Regions from separate parts of the Mus musculus genome. Here all the other regions are linked to region 3. Evidence: chromatin contacts called from public promoter capture Hi-C data. All regions are on one chromosome and are shown on one strand. Each heading gives the region's core, a stretch centred on a gene start, on an enhancer-like site or on the middle of the called end of the contact. The rest is flanking DNA. Distances are from core to core; before and after follow the strand shown.

Region 1 (2,700 bases), core at 49-2,548, 1.4 Mb before region 3:
ATAGGCATAAATGAGCAGACTTTTTATAACTTTGTAACAACATGTGTGCATGTGACTCGGTGTACTCTCAAGTGTGTATATTTAAGGGTAAGATAAGGCTGAAGGATGCATAAAGTTATAAAGAATATAGACAGTGGAACCATTTAGCATCCTGCAGATGAAATGATAATGGAAGAAACAGAGCCATTGGAATGAGAATTCAGATCAGATGATGCATAGAATGTAGCAGAGGCATGAAAAAATAAACATGGAAAATTTACAACTAAATTCTGAGAAATCCTTTGTATTGTCTATACTTTTCCTTGAAGGGTCGGATGTAAAGTTAACCTGTTACAAAAGCTAGTTTAATTGAAATTAAGAACTCCCTCAAAAGTTTAAGTACTTCTTCAAAGTAGCATGCTCAGCTTTGAATAAGAAGTGTTAAAAGGAGCTGTGTCCAAGAGAATCTAAAATTCTAGAAATGGAGTGGGGAAATTCTTTCACAGACATGACATGCTATTCTTGAGCTGAGCCCGATTCAGGAAGAACAGGAGAGTAATGCATTTTGCAGAGTATCTCTCTGAAACAAAAGCATTTTAAGCATCCAATAAATCAAATGCTGGCCACATGTAATTCATGGAGAAGAATGCCAGTGTTTTAGAGCTAGGTAGGCAAGCCAGTGAGTGGTGTGTGATCCATTTGCTGACTTTAGGAGAACAAGTATCCAAGGGTTCCAATTTGTCCTTGGAAAATTTAGCTTAGGAAAGGGAGTAAGCAGGCAAAATAATACCTGACCACAGGGCATTATCCTCTGAGGTTGGAATAGAAGACATATTCTCTTAGATGTGATTCCCTTCCTTTTTGTGGATATGATTAATTTAAAAGTATAAATCTTTGAATCTTTAAAGTCAGTGCCTCAGGATACTGATTGAGACATGACGAATGCATCTAATCTCTCAGTTTATAGGGTTTACAGAAAAATAAAAGAAATGTATACTAATATCTGAATTTAAGAACATTATTGATTCTTTAGTCCAAATTATGAATATATATGTATATATATAGTATTGCATTCATGTGTGTGTATACATGTACATATATACATATATGTACACATGTATGTACATGTGTTTGTATATATATATAGATATACACACACACACATATATATATGAATGTACCTATAGTATTTGAATCCACATGTATGTTATTAGCATCCATGTATGTATATTTATGCAAATACTTTGGACTCATTACTGATTCATTGGCTTCCTCCACTGAAAAACACGTTTTGTGAAAAATAAAGCCTTAGAGCTCTTTTTCAGCTGGGAAAAAATAAACAACTTGCAGCTTGTGATTCCATCTGTGCTTTCTGCTTTCTACAAAACAGATTTCTCCAATAAAATCAATGAATGTGTTTTAGAGTCAGGTAGGCAAAGAAGGGTAGGATTTTCATTCCTGAACCATGACCGAGGGAAGAAAAGGAGTCATCCTTATGGAACTGTTGAGACTGTGAAACAAAGCTTAATTTACCTGTTGTAGAGCAGAAATGTCCTTCAGAACATGCATGATTGCTTCACAGAAAGTCAGTCCACTAAGGGAGAGTAAGGATGGCCTTGAAACCTGAGATATCCTCTTTCTGTTTCCAATTCTGACACTTATTCCAAGGTCATAAAATTGTTTGGGGATTTAGTCTTTTGATGTAAAATAAGAACAGAGCATTTATTTGAGTGAAAGTAAGCCCTCTTAATTTTTTTTATACTAAAACCAACAACAAAAAATTCTCACTAAACCATGTACATGCCTGTCCCTCAAGTCATAACTGACATTATTATATTCCAGTGCTCTGACAATCTACCCATGTAATAGCACAAAGTTTTCCCTCTTTAGCAGATTAACAGAATATACATTATCAAATGATATGAAATGATAAATAAGCTTCCATATACAGATTCAGTTTTGATTATGTAGCATTTTTGATAACATTAATGCATTTTATTTTATTTTCAAATATACATATGAGAAAATTTCAGGATAAACTATTTGTAATATTTAATCTAATAATAGAAAGGGAATTTAGAGAAATGAAAGTAAAATGCAAGTGATGGAAAACTGGGGGTATAACTTTCTGAGACAAAGACAGAAAGTGTGAACATCATCTTTATCTTTAACATTATCTCTGATGTAAAAAGCTAGTTTCAAATTTTAGCAGCTTAAAGGGAGTATAAAGAATAAGACTTCCAAGAAATGGAAGACAAAAGGACTGGTCTGAAACAGCAGAATGTTTCAACTAATAAGTACAAAGACAAAATAAAGACAACTGAGACCGAAAACAACGTTAAGTTTGAAGAAATTACACTAATTATAATGCTGAACTATGTAAGGTTGATTTGATTAATTAGTTATATACTCATTACTGTGTAAATCATACTATATATGAAACATAATTTCATATATTTGAAAAATTACTTGTCTAGGGAGAAGTATTTTCCCAAAAAATATAGATAAAAATTATTTTAGTGTTCTCTATATTCTGTATCAGTGAAAAGAAATAATCTAGGTGAATTTGAGTAGGTAAAAAAATAAGATATTAAATTTGCATCAAGGATAAAAATGAAGATAAATCTATAGTATTTGTAGAAAATCTCTTAAGCTCAGCATTTCTACAACACTTACTAAAGGTGACAGCTTTATTCGTTATTTTCCTCACTGCCATGAAAA
Region 2 (2,700 bases), core at 61-2,560, 1.6 Mb before region 3:
AACATGTCTGCTTCCTTCTAAAAACTAAGTTTACCTCCATTGTGAGGTGTTAAAGATGCGTACTAAGGGCACATCTGTATTTCAGCTAGAGAAAATAAAGGTATGTTATTCCAATTGGATAACATAAACCTAGAATTCTTCAATGTGATTCCTTGTCAGAGTATCCCAGTGTCTGGATTAAAATTCCTCTACAAATATTAAATTTGATTGATTTTTTTTAATTTCAGAAGGTTTAATACAAAATTAAACAAAATATAAAATAACAAAATGTTAACCTAATTAAATAAAGGCTAGAGTGTCAGCAACTGACCTAATCAGCTCAGAGAAATCTTTCAGCAGTACAGAAGAAATTTAATGGTTATGCAGCGTCTCTCTATGGAAGTTTGGCCAAATATAAATACAGAGTTGCTGCAAGAAACACAGAGGAGACTTGAAATTGCGGCACTGACATAACCCTAAAGTATGAGTTGCACAACTGAAAAGCAGAACCTTAAAAGTCAAGGAAGCCGCTTGCAGGAATAGTCTCGATAGACTAACAGGTAGACATATGGATATTAATTGGAGAAAATTCCATTAGTACTGATCTCAAATGTGAGCTGAAGTTTTCAGGAATGATTTGGAGTCTTCTGCCTGTCATTCCTGTGATGTACAGGTAGGCAGTAAGTTGTCAAAGCTCTGAAACCACCTTGACATGCAGAGTGATAATCTACCAGAGGCAAGTATGAAGTTTAATTCCACACAACTCATTAGTAACCAATATAGGTACAACATTGCAGAGTCTAACCTCTAGTAGTTTATTTTAGGCATATTTAAACCCATAACAAATTGTAAAATGTTTCCTGCTGAAAATTAACTTAATCTTCTAGGCACAACAAAGCTTAAAACATGACTACAAACAAACCCTTTGTAAAGGACAAAGTCACATCTTCCATGTCTCATAGATTTATTCTACAAACAAGCTCAAGAAAGTGTAGGGGAGAATCTGGTCTTGGACTCACAAATATTACAAAGGTCACTTGGATATTAACCTTGTTTGTTCCCACCTTCCTAGAAAGAAAACAGGTTATATCTCTCCTCTTGAAGAGAAAACCCTCTGTGTGAAACATTCCTGGTTCCCCTGGTTTTAATCTGTAAACACAAGAACCTGCACATGTCAACCAATGAGATCATCTATCATGAGGGCATTGCCATACCAGTGTTAAAAGCCTGCCTTTTTATAGGATTTTGGTGACGAGGATGCACTCTTCTTTGTTCTGGTGTACTCTGTTCATTTTTATACTTGCTTTCCTGATTAGGTGGGAGTATAGCCATGTGCTTGTATGTTTCCAATCTACCCTGATGGGTTTATGTAATAGTACATTTTTCTACTATTAAGAATACGTTATTTGTTAGTTTGTGCACAGATGGTCATAGACATGTGGTGGTGTTTATGTACATGAGGCACAGAGTCATTCTGCTTTTACATTTGAAGTTAAAACATAACCAAGTGTTGTTTGCAAAGTGGCATATTCTAGAGTGAGGCATTCCTGCAAGCCAGGTTTACACAATACTGAGTGAATTAGAGCAGCCCACAGCCTCATATAAAGAAAGTGCCTAGGAAGTTTATCTGAGAAAACTGTCACTCTTCAAACTCCTCAAAAAATGTATTTTAATAATGAACAGAGGAAGCTTCATAAAAAATCATAATTCCTACATGATAACTCAAATTTTTCTGTAAAGCAAAGGATTTTCTTAATAGGACAAAACAGCAGTCTACAGATTCGGAAAAGATCTTCAGCAACCCTGCATTTGACAGAGGGCTAATATCCAAAATATATGAAGAAATCAAGTAGTTAGCCATCAACAAATCAAAAAGCCCAATTTAAAAAATGGGATACAGAGCTAAACAGAGAATTCTTAACAGAGGAAAACCAAATGGCTGAGAAACTTAAAATATGAATTTCACTCGTGATCAGGAAAATACAAATCAAAATGACCCTGAGATTCCATCTTATACCCATCAGGATGGCTAAGATAAAAACTAAAAATCAAGGGACAGTGCATGCTAGTGAGGGTCTGGAGCAAGAGGTATACTCTCTTCTCCATTGCTGGTGTGAGTACAAACTTGTACGACAACTCTGGAAATCCACTTGTTAGTTTCTCAGAAAATTAAAAATAGTTCTACCCTACTACTCAGCTATGAAAAACAAGGACTTTATGAAACTCACAGGCAAATCAATGGAACTAGAAAGTATCATCCTGAATAAGGTAGCCCAATCACAAAAGAACAAACACGGTATGCACTCACTGATAAGTGGATATTAGCCCAAAAGCTTGGAATACCAAAGATACAATTCACAGACCACATGAAACTCAAGAAGAAGGAAGACCAAAGTGTGGATGTTTCACTCCTTCATAAAAGGGGTAACAAAATACTAATGGGAGGAAATACAGAGACAAAATGTGAAGCAAAGACTGAAGGAAAAACTATCCAGAGACTGCCCCACCTAGGGATCCCTCCCATATACAGTCACCAAACCCAGACACTATTATGGATGCCAAGGAGTGCTTGGTGAACGGAGCCTGATATAGCTGTCTCCTGAGAGGCTCTGTCAGAGCCTTAAAAGTAGAGAGGTGGATGCTCACATACAACTGAGCACAGTGTCCCTAATAGAGGATTTAGAGAAAGGACTGGAGGTGCTGAAGGGGTTTGCAACCCCA
Region 3 (2,867 bases), core at 104-2,603:
AATATAGTATATAGCTTTAAGAGCCAAATACTAAGAAACACGGGTTTTATTCCTCTTCTAACTTAGGAAAGCCAAAGTTCTAAGCTTTAAGTTTCTCCTTATACTTTTCTTTTTCCTTCTTTTTTACCATCTTATCATTTCTAGGGGGAGTAAGACACAAACTAGGACAGTTATAGGGTATACCTAAACCAAGAAAGCACACTGGAATTAACACATGAAGATGAGTAATTGAATACTATTAGAGGAAATGTAATTTTTATTCACCTGAAATAATATATCATGGTCTGTGAAAATGGATAAAGTCCGTATCCCTAAAATATATAGCATAAGCTCTAAAACTATATAGTTACTGTCTTTAGAATATCAGAGGGGAATTGTTAGTTATAGCCATAAAAACAAGTAACAAACATGCCTGCCGAGTGCTCTCCTGGGGGGGGTTGGGGGGGGTGCCCAAATGTCCAGGCACTTAGTTAAGTATACCAGAGAAGGATTTCAGAGTCTCTAATATGTAAGGGAAAAAAAAAAAAACTGTTTGATGGCATTTTACTAAACCATTTTCTAAAGTATTAAACATTATTAGAAGCAACAGACTCTAGCGCATCACTATACTTATTTAAACACACATCTGCAATCTATATAAGCATACTATTTTCTATATAAGAAGCAAAGTTCCAAGGTTGTCTCTACCTAAGGTTTTTAGTCAAAATGCAACCAATCCTGCAGAACTACTCACCAATCTTCAAGAAAATCTATTCATGTGTGTTCTATGTACTATATCATTTTTAATTCTGTGATACACATTATTTTACATGAAAAAAAATTAATATTGATAACAAGAAAGTGATTTAAAATTAAATTTACTACTTTCAAGAACACTAAAAACTGCACAGAGCAAAAAAGTAGGCAGTATCGCAACATGAAGTAAGTGCAGGCAGCTGACTTAGATAAGCTGGAGAAAACAGGGGAGGAAATCTAAGTTATAGACAATAGATAATGAAGGAGTTTTAACTAGACTAGCAAATCAGAACAATCAGACAAAAACTGTAAGAGCAGGAATGCACTGAAAGAGTTAAACTACACCAACTTACATGTAAAAGCTTTTATTACTTCTGCTCTAAAAAAGTCTCTAAGACACATGAAAGCCACCGTCCAACACAGAAATATTTAGAAAGCCTGTGCATAAGTTCAAATAAAGATTAAAAAACCATAACCTCCATTTCATCCTAATGCTTGTATTTGTTCTGAATAAATATGATGTGTCACATAAGAGGAAGATTTCTAAGCTTTCTCCTACCTCGGGTTTTTAGTCAAAATGAACGCAAACAATCACGTGGGACTCAGCCAAGCAGTGACGTTAAATTCTGCTCTGTCAGAGACAGCATCTGTCAAGCCCACATTTAAACTGCTGCCTGCCTGTGCAGCACGGAAGAACGGTGCATTTCACATTACAGACCAAAACCCCAGGAAAACAGCTCAAAAATCCTTCCTGCAGCTGCCAGGCAACCACGACGGAGAAAGGCAAAGCCTTTTTTTTTCCCCCAATGCAACTGAAACACTAAACCACAGCTCTGCTGCTTAACATTGCAGCTCAGCGCTATTACTAGAAATATGGATACTGAGAAGAGAATACAGCACTGCATTGTCCAGCCGGGAATACAGCAGATGTAAAGAGCTTCAATGCATCAACTGTCGGAAAGAGTCAACTGTGCACCAAATACAACAGACAGCTACAGCTCTTTTGTTTAGTGAAAGAGAGAAAATGAAAGAAAGGAAAAATCTCTGAAGACTATAAGATATAGACATATGAACAAGAAGGGTAACTTGAAGACACCCCGACAGATGGACACTTTGGATACTGTGAAAAGCAATCACAGGAGGCAGACTGTTGGGGGATGTGCGCATGTTCGATAGCATCGTTTTTTGCTGAAGTGATGGCGTGCCAAAAGTATTTTCAGTAGACATAATCCTCTCCATCTAATGGTCTGACCAAGAAAGAAAGGTATGTTGCTGTCTTGTGTATGATGTTCATTAAATGTGTTTTAATTTCCTAACCATACAGGCACTGATACACTTGATAAACAAGTTCATACAGTCCACTGCCCTTCAAACTATGAAAGGCTTTCTAAATACACGATTTTAAATTTGCCTTTTCTACTAGACAAGCTGTCGTTGCTTTATTCAATTAAATAACTGGGAGTAATTCTGCAGGATTGTAACATTACAAGGAAAACCAAATAGTAACTAGATTTACTGAAAAGAATGTCTGAGAAATTAAACTAAAAAGAAAAAAAAAAAGAGCTCTCTAGCCTTTTTTTTAAAAAAACAGCAATTCTCTAGCAAATTAGGTCAAATTGATTCCTTATCTAATAAATTAAAGCACCTTCTTTAAAATGGTTATCAAGAGACAGTGGGGTAAAATTATATTAAATAGCATAAATATGATCTTATTATCTTGAGGTATTTTTAGAAAATCTCTTCAAAACAAAATCTTAGTTCATAGTAATATATTCTCTGTAATATCTATCTCTTCAGAGAGAGATAGAAACAATTCAGGAGTACATCAGCAAATTTTAAGTGTTACTGAGCTACAAGGAGATACTACAAGTTACAACATTAGCCATCAGATTAAAACGCTAGTGAGTTTATGCAAAGCATAACACCACCACAGTAGTCAGTCACATGTTATTACAGTATCAATGAATACAACTTTAACAAAGAGAGATCAATAGTTGCTCTAAATAGATTGGTGAAACAGGGAGTTTTTAAGTAACAGAGTGATTCTAAATAATCAAGTGTAAGACTGTTCCTGGAGTTAATTATAAAAGTGAAATTAAAAAACTAACATACTTGCAAACTTTATATGCCCC

What was found. Promoter capture Hi-C pulls out the DNA fragments that hold promoters and counts their contacts.
Region 1: a promoter capture Hi-C map of hippocampal neurons shows a contact between it and region 3, with 11 times the contacts expected there. The contact joins the enhancer-like site here to the promoter of B3galt2 in region 3. A contact is called at or near these places in 4 of 39 promoter capture datasets (the C10 cell line, cranial neural crest and hippocampal neurons) and 2 of 115 datasets of contacts at active chromatin or transcription factors (astrocytes and forebrain).
Region 2: a contact with region 3 is called in a promoter capture Hi-C map of hippocampal neurons, with 32 times the contacts expected there. The contact joins the enhancer-like site here to the promoter of B3galt2 in region 3. A contact is called at or near these places in 4 of 39 promoter capture datasets (the C10 cell line, cranial neural crest and hippocampal neurons), 2 of 484 Hi-C or Micro-C datasets (cerebral cortex and ventral hippocampal neurons) and 2 of 115 datasets of contacts at active chromatin or transcription factors (astrocytes and forebrain).

Annotation. Positions count from the first base shown.
Region 1 is chr1:142,263,398-142,266,097 of GRCm38.p6, forward strand. No RefSeq gene overlaps it. Among named protein-coding and RNA genes, the nearest start is that of Gm25457, 970 kb to the left of the region's middle. Within about 2 kb of position 1,299, at least 1 of the 459 cell types and tissues checked has an H3K27ac peak or open chromatin away from gene starts, as enhancers often do. A contact at or near this core is called in hippocampal neurons, where this site is marked.
Region 2 is chr1:142,041,546-142,044,245 of GRCm38.p6, forward strand. No RefSeq gene overlaps it. Among named protein-coding and RNA genes, the nearest start is that of Gm25457, 740 kb to the left of the region's middle. Within about 2 kb of position 1,311, at least 7 of the 459 cell types and tissues checked have an H3K27ac peak or open chromatin away from gene starts, as enhancers often do. A contact at or near this core is called in hippocampal neurons and ventral hippocampal neurons, where this site is marked.
Region 3 is chr1:143,639,344-143,642,210 of GRCm38.p6, forward strand. B3galt2 (UDP-Gal:betaGlcNAc beta 1,3-galactosyltransferase, polypeptide 2) reads left to right here and starts at 1,354. Exons shown (of 2, transcript NM_020025.4): 1 at 1,354-1,999. The region is part of intron 10 of Cdc73 (cell division cycle 73, Paf1/RNA polymerase II complex component); the gene reads right to left.